2 separate regions of the Bicyclus anynana genome follow, and region 1 is linked to region 2. Evidence: chromatin contacts called from public Hi-C data. All regions are on one chromosome and are shown on one strand. Each heading gives the region's core, a stretch centred on a gene start, on an enhancer-like site or on the middle of the called end of the contact. The rest is flanking DNA. Distances are from core to core; before and after follow the strand shown. Region 1 overlaps LOC112054810 (protein MTSS 2). Region 2 overlaps LOC112054810 (protein MTSS 2).

What was found. Hi-C and Micro-C count contacts between places; a contact is called where the count stands out from the background.
Region 1: a contact with region 2 is called in a Hi-C map of whole larva, with 3 times the contacts expected there. The contact joins two enhancer-like sites. A contact is called at or near these places in 2 of 2 Hi-C or Micro-C datasets (whole body and whole larva).

Annotation. Positions count from the first base shown.
Region 1 is chr2:8,016,048-8,020,268 of ilBicAnyn1.1, reverse strand. All of the region lies in intron 1 of LOC112054810 (protein MTSS 2), which reads left to right. Among protein-coding and RNA genes, the nearest start is that of LOC112054810, 7.5 kb to the left of the region's middle. Within about 2 kb of position 2,373, at least 3 of the 8 cell types and tissues checked have open chromatin away from gene starts, as enhancers often do.
Region 2 is chr2:7,966,768-7,970,938 of ilBicAnyn1.1, reverse strand. The region is part of intron 1 of LOC112054810 (protein MTSS 2); the gene reads left to right. Among protein-coding and RNA genes, the nearest start is that of LOC112052552, 22 kb to the right of the region's middle. Within about 2 kb of position 2,003, at least 2 of the 8 cell types and tissues checked have open chromatin away from gene starts, as enhancers often do.

The DNA.
Region 1 (4,221 bases), core at 1,124-3,623, 49 kb before region 2:
TCTATATTTTGAAATATTTTTACTAAACCACGTTATTTGTTTTTTTTTTCGTTTAGTTCTATCAGGGAGGAGTCGCTCGACTACAAACTGATTTTTTGATAGAAGAAGATGTTTCAGGTTGAAGGCCAGTCCAATATACATTGGTCGGTCCACCACCCAACTATTTGCAAGACTGTTTCTGTGACACGTTACTTGTGAATGGCTTATTTTATCCCTGTACGCCGCGCGGTTTCACCCGCGTGGTTCCCGTTCCCGTATGAATACGAGGATAATATATAGCCTATAGCCTTCCTCGATAAATGGGCTATCTAACACTGAAAGAATTATTCAAATCGGACCAGTAGTTCCTGAGATTAGCGCGTTCAATCAAACAAACAAATTCTTCAGCTTTATAATATTTGTATAGATTCCCTGAATAACGGAGCATCTGCTAATTGTTAATAATTTTGTATCACAATATCCATTTTCAGCGTCTTATTTCTTGCGTATGGATATTGCAGACACGCCATAAAATATTGGAGCTAAACAGATTGCCGGCAACACCACAACACCTTCATAGTTCATACGGTGTTGTAAATCACGTCCGGTATGATTTACACGCCCGACGCCCAGAAGCTGTGTAGTATGCACCGCTGGTAACAGCTGTTATGGGCGTTTAATCTTAACAAGCCAATAGAAGTGGCATGAACGCTGATTTAGTCACCGAGCAGGTGACATGTCATCATCATCACATCAGCTGATGGAGTACTGCTGTTGGCCTATACACTAATTTGGTCTTTATTAAACCCCGACTCAAAAAGATGAGTGTTATAAGTTTGACGTGACTGTCCGTATGTGGCACCATAGCTCCCGAACGGATGAAGCGATTTCAATTTAGTTTTCTTTTGTATGAAGGTGACTTACGGGCGAGTGTTCTTAGATATGTTTGATGAAAATCGGTTGTGCTGTTTGAAAGTTGTGGGGGTTGAAAGTGGGGAAGAATAACCGAATGTCTGCAAATATACTCGAGTGGGGTCTCAAATGAAAGTGCACTGAAAGAGAATATTAATGACTTGATCGAGAGTGTAATTAATAATTTTATGACCTGCGGGTGTTTTTCAAAATATAAAATTTTATGTATTAACCTATTAAAATAGGCATCAAATCAACTGACAAATGTACTGTAATACTTACTGTATGATATCTGAACGGTTGACAGTAGGCACCGGATGACATTTGTTACAATTTCGTATAATTCAACATACGTTCAAAGTTAGTGAATTAGCCTGCAGGACACTAAGCTTTTTGCAGATACTATCAAACACCACGGCCTTTAGCCGCCTGTATCCCTGTTTAATGTCGTCGGTCCACCGAGTGGAGTCGTCAGATGACCAACACTGCGTTTTACGGTGGGAGGTCATCTTACGACATTCATTAGTTCTTTGAACTATGTGCACGGCCCATTGCCACTTTGCCAGCTTTGCGCCTCGTTGAGCTATGTCGGTAATTTTGACTCTCCTGCAGATCATCTCAGTTTTGATGACCTAGAGATACTCTGAGCATAGCTTCAAGGCCTATTGTTAGCGTCCATAGTTACTTTGGTCGTTAACTGATGGGAACATCTCCAAAACTACATTGCATTTGCATTGATAGCATCTGGAATGAACCGGTATATATAAAAAGAAATGTATGTCATACATTGTGTAATATTTTCGCACTCGACTCTATTATAGACTATCCTTATATAGGTACTGGCTTCATAGCCAGGACTTTGTTTTCATAGTAGAACTATTAGTCATAGTAAAACACGCCATTTCTGATCTCTAGTTTATAAGACTTCTATGGCGTTGTTATATTTTTAGCACTCGTTGGTTCGTGTTTTTGGCGGTTCCGTACGTTCAACGTAAATATACGGGTGTTTAACCTATATTGTAAACTTGGGCTTGAGTAACTATGTTAGGAAACGTACTATTAACAAATAGGTAGTGTTTTAGGCTGATAGTATCATACGGAATAGTTGATTTATTTTGCTATTATCCTACTCTACAATTTTCTAGTTCAATTGCAGCTTCTCAATTACAGTGAGGATACACTATTCGTAGCTGTACGTAGTGATTTTCTGTTGGATTTAGGTATCGTTTTCACTTAAATAGATTAAGTATATCATTACGGCATTGGAGCAGTGGTGGGTCGAAGCTCCATAATGCTGCTGCATATAGGAGGAAGGCCTGGCCCTGTGGTAGGCCGTTAAAATAGGCAAATAGTGATATGTTATACTTCACGAGTTTAGTTAATATAGGTAAATTTATTTCCATTCCCAGTGACACCGTTTTCGGTATAAATGCCGTGTTATCGTGAATTTATTGAAGAGCATCGCCAATGAAGGCGACTGTTGGACCGGTTTTCTGTGTTAATCGTTGTGCAAATATTGGGTATAATATATTTTAACTTAGCACTGTTCAAGGATTAACTTTAAACCGGTGTTCTTTTCTATCAATAGCCTTATGTTAGATTTTTTTATATGGTTATTTTCCTGGCAAGAAGTACCTAAGTATATATTAGCCTAGTGGATATGGCCTCTGCCTCCGATTCTGATGAATGGTGTGGGTTCGAATTTGCATGCAAATAGTTGGAGCTATTTAGTTGTGTGCATTTGAAAAAAAAAATATCACGTCTCTCAAACGGTAAAACATCGTAAAGAAACCGGCATACCAGAGAATTTTCTTAATTCATTGCGTGTGTGAAGTCTGTCAATTCGCATTGGGCCAGCGTGGTGGACTATTGGCCTAACCCCTCTCACTCTGAGAGAACACTCGAGCTCAGCAGTGAGCCGAATATGGGTTGAATGGCCTAAGTATATCATTGATCAATATACAAGAATTACGCAAACATTGGAAAACGACGAATCCCATCGTCACCCATATCCGACGGAAAACCTCACTACGCAAGTTTCACCCCGATATCATCCATCCATCCATCTCAGAGTCTTGTTTGTCTCAGAGATAAGGATATTAGCAATGTGGTTCAAGTACTGGGATCTCTATAATAACCAACTTTTTAAATAAGTTATCTTTCTTTCGCTGTTTAAACTGTCAGTCAGTCTTTGTGACAGTTTTTGCCCGTAAAAGTACTACCGCCATATTTGTTAATGCGGCCATTCAATATCACCTTGTTTCAGTTTGTAGGGTATAATTGTCTGTGAAATAACAGGCACGCTTGAATAGTTGATTTAAATAATTTATCGGCACAACAGCTGAAGATTTAAGCCTCGACACCTATGGTTCAGAACTTCATGGTTGTTATCGGGCTGAGCTCGTTTAATCAAACATACATGTACGAACAAAACAAACTCACAACCTCATCCGAGATACGTCTCGATCTAAATCTATCGGTATATAAATGCATTTAATACATTATATTACTTAGAACGAGATCTTAGTCTCGGCCTTAACGTTGAAATTAACTCATAAGTTAATACATGATCTCATCAATGAAATCATTGAGTTTTTACAACTCATTTTTTTATTTGACTTGTATATTTTACCAAGCATTTCCATATCAAAACCGAGGAATTTTAGCAAATCCTGTCGTTGAGGCTCTTTATTAACTACCTGTAAAAGACGTATATCTAGACATCAAAGCTTCGATTATTATTTACTGCAGCAAATGGCCAATTCCAGTTTTTATTGAAGCGTAAGGGGGGAGCCACTAGTAGGGTTTCAATTGTGCAGAGACCCTAAAAGATACACGTATATTATATGTAAAATATAATCGACGAAAACTGTGCAAGGGTGCAATGCATTGGGGAGTGGGTATCGATTTTTGTGACTGAAGGTTAGGGGTTACTTTGTTACGTTGAATTGCATGTATTGTGTAATGCAAGTGCATTATGTAACAGCCGTTCAGTTAACCGATTTATACTTAAGATATTGAACTTATAATTTAACTAGTATGACACAAATGAATCTATTCCTTCATAGCTTTAAATTGAAATACGTCTCTCAACCATTTGTCTACATCCTCAGTTATTTGGGACAAAACACACGCCGTGATAACGACAACGTGGAATAAATTCTATAATATGCGTAATGCACTTATTAGTAGGTACGTGGAGGAGTTATTACGAATCTTCCATTTTGTGCAAGTTTTTTTTTCCTCTACTTTGACTTATTGACTACAATCTCACCTGATGGTAAGTGATGATACAATCTAAGACGGAAGAGGGCTAACTTGTTAAGAGTA
Region 2 (4,171 bases), core at 754-3,253:
AAATGGACGTTTTTATTTTATTTTATGAGTTTATAAAGTTATGTGAATATTGTATAGTAATAGATGAGGAGACAAGCTGATTGTCCAACCTGATCTGAACGTAAAATAATCGCTTGTACAGAAAATCATCAAGGTACACTTGCTAGGAATAGTTGCGGTATACTATTATTATTAGAGACGGCCTCCGTGGCGCAGTTGTAGGCGCGGTGGATTTACAAGACGGAGGTCCTGGGTTCGATACCCGGCTGGGCCGATTGAGATTTTCTTAATTGGTCTAGGTCTGGCTGGTGGGAGGCTTTGGCCGTGGCTATTTACCACCCTACCGGTAAAGACGTAACGCCAAGTGATTTAGCGTTCCGGTTTGATGCCATGTAGAAACCGAAAGGAGTGTAGATTTTCATCCTACTCCTATCAAGTTAATCCGCTTCCATCTTAGATTGCATCATCACTTACCATCAGGTGAGATTGTAGTCAAGGGCTAACTCGTAAAGAATAAAAAAAAAAGAAATAAAGAGAAAGAGTATGTAGTTTTACCGGTAAGCATATCGAAACAAACTGATGCTGCTTTATGGCAGAAATAGAGAGTATCCATCCTCAAAGCTGTAAGTAAGAGCCAACTATTACAACATAAAAGTACCTATGAATATAATGTAGGTACTACAAAACCCGTCAGACGATCTCCTGGCCGAAATTGTGAGTTAACAGAAAAATATCGAGGTCTTAACTAAAGAACTGAGACTGATGAGAAAATTAGTTAACCCCATAACTTTTTATCTTCAACTTTTCCCTCTCTTTTCACACAAAATAAAATAAAAAAAGATTTGATCCTAAAAGGGTCTACTCAGTTGCTCCATTCTGCTGTTCGTGGCGAAGACTAATCATCAAAATTGCTCTTTCTTGGGTTATAAATGTAATAAATATACCCGACTGTTATACTACGAGTATGTATAGGTATATGCAATACAAATAACAATGTAATACAATAAAATCTTCACTGTAACAAATACTAATATGTTATTTATCATTTTGACCTTCCATCTATGTGCAGGCTGGTCAATTGAAAGTGCAGTATCGTTAGACGGAACGCTCAAGGCATTGTGTGCATAGCATTGACCTTCCAGCAAGTGTTCCAATGTTCGATACAGTGATGAAACGGTGCGCTTGGGATACTTGGACCCGAAGTAGATTTCTCAATACAATTTAATCTATGGTGCAATGTTAGTTTTTAAATGTACACTATTCATCATCATCATTATCAGCCGATAGACATCCACTACTAGACATGGGCTTCTTGGATGGACTTCCAAGAACAGGTCTCGAGTCGCCAGCATCCAGCAGCTCCTTGCAAGCCGCTTGATATCCTCGGCCCTCCTAATGGAGGGTCGACCAACACTGCGTTTTCGCTATTATACCTTGTCATCCCAACGTCCATCGGCTCTTCGAACTATGTGGTCGGCCCATTGCCACTTCAGCTTCGCGACTCGCTGAGCTATGTCGGTGACTTCGGTTCGTCTGCGGATTTCCTCATTTTTGATTCGATCACGCAGAGAAACTCCAAGCATATTGTACACTATTAATAATTACTCAAGTAAATTATTATTTTCAAATAAATTTGGCTTAAATTTATGTCATTACTATTATTAAATTATAATACATATGAAAGCCTCGATAACTCAAGGGTAAAGAGGCTAGACTCATCACCAAGAGGTTTGTGATTTGATGCCCATTCGATTGTCTATTGTCGTACCCACTCCTAACACAGGTTTTGCGACTACATTTTTTGTTGTTTTTATTTAAAAATTGCTAAATATTCCTTAATCATCTCAATTCCTCCACGTGAGATCCTGTATTGAAAGATGAAAAACTCAAGCGATGTATTTTATAGTTACCTCAACGTCAACGATAATATTCGCTGAACGAGACGATTTTAAGTAGGTACGAGTAACTCATACAATCACTCACATTGCTCATTCAAAAAATTCATGGTCAAGTTGAGCGTGAATGAAAGTAGGTCGATTTGTAAGTAATTTTGTAACGAGTAAATTTATGTGCACATTTGTTTGACACTTTTGTATACAGGGTGCTCGGGAGTATTTCCCTTAACTTTAAGGTACTAACGACTCCACTTATAGGAGCTCCATACCTAATATATTTTTAACTAAATAATAGCAACTTTTTACGTTTTCATACAAAGTAATTCAAATAATTTGACTATGCATGTATCTATCCTTGTATTTTAAAATACGTAAAACTTGGTTACGTCATAATTACAAGGATGCGTTTATGGGACATATTTTAAAATTTAATTATAAAAGAAATATTATTTACCCAGAAAATATTAATTTTAGAACACTTATATGGTCCTTGAACATTTTTAATTAATTTTCGGTAAAGAATATAACCCCAGAGTTATGGGAAATACTCCCGAGCAGCCTGTATATGAGGTTATATTACTAGTAAGTAACTGACGTCATCAATACTGTTTTCATTTGAATCTGTTGCTGTCGACTCTTAAGGGTCTATGCACAAAAGCGTTTCATTGTCGCACTGCCTAATTCTAAGAGGCCTCTCGATCGCAACGTGATATTCAATTGCAGTGGATGTTGTATGACTTTCTATACAAAGAATACTAAAATCCGTTTGATGTGATTCGTCCGATGCGTATATGATACGGATCTGTGGATGTCTGCCATATAGCATCGAACCTTCAGTTAATATACACAAACACGCTTTACGATGCCACAATATCAACACAGATAAGTACACAGACTCGCCCTTATCCCGTCTTTTTGCGTCAGCTCTTTCATTAGCTCACCACGAACTGCCCTTGTTGGTGGTTAGTATTTTTATCTAGTAATATAACAAAGATGGACCTTAAGTTTAAGGGGGTAATTTCTGGATCTCTCGTACTAAACCGATTTTTTAAATTGTTTATCTATAGAAAGACTTTATTCGTGAGTGTTTTACGCTACATTTGATCCCCGTATTGCTACTGAAATGTTAACTACGTGGGTTAAACCTACGGGTTAAATTTACCAAGCTTTGGAAACTTACAATTTGACGAAAATAAAACTGTTAATATTACAAACGATAAACAGATCTAAAATCAAGTTGATACGAAGCTGAGTCTATTTTTGCGCCCACATAAGTATTCTCGAACGAAAGTGTTGCGTAATTATGGTGGGCCCTTAGAATTAACATTATGCTAATTTATATATTATTGTCTATAACAATGGCATAAATTACATCTCTTAACTTGGTATGGTGCATTGTGATTCAGCCTTCGCATTGGAGGAGTAAAGTTACAATGCCTTAAAGATTTCTTGTGAAGTTTGTGTGTGACATACATTATGTGTTTCGTCGTCATCAACCCATATTCGGCTCACTGCTGAGCTCGAGTCTCCACTCAGAATGAGAGGGGTTAGGCCAATAGTCCACCACGCTGGCCCAATGCGGATTGGCAGACTTCACACACGCAGAGAATGAAGATAATTCTCTGTTATGCAGGTTTCCTCACGATGTTTTCCTTCACCGATTGAGACACGTGGTATTTAATTTCTTAAAATGCACACAACTGAAAAGTTGGAGGTGCATGCCCCGGACCGGATTCGAACCCACACCCTCCGGAATCGGAGGCAGAGGCTCATATCCTCTGGGCTATCACTGCTCTACATTATGTGTTTACACGCTTTATATTACTTCACTTGTATGTAAGAAAATCTTGGAATCATAATTTGACCCACTTTCCCGTCTTCGATCAGGATGAAATTTTGCACACGCTCTGAGTTCTGATGACATTACATGACTAGCTAAGAAACGTCATTAAAAATCCAATATGGCGGCCTCCCCAAGATGCCGGACTGGCTGTTTTAAATCCATTCCCATGATATGGATATCAAATGAAAGGGTTTCCTGTCAGGAATATGAAAAAAAATGTCACGTGACTTAAATCCAATATTTGTAATTTTTAGTGCGTGCCAAATAAGTGTGTTTTTAGTTTTATAAACTTATCTATACTAATATTATAAAGCTGAAGAGATTGTTTAGACCTACTTAATCCGTCCTTGTTGTAAAATCTTTATCTTAACGGATGTGTACCGACTATAAACTACCTCCCTGCCTTTCATCTTTGTACTCGTACGTCTGGCGATTTTTGATATTTAGGGATATG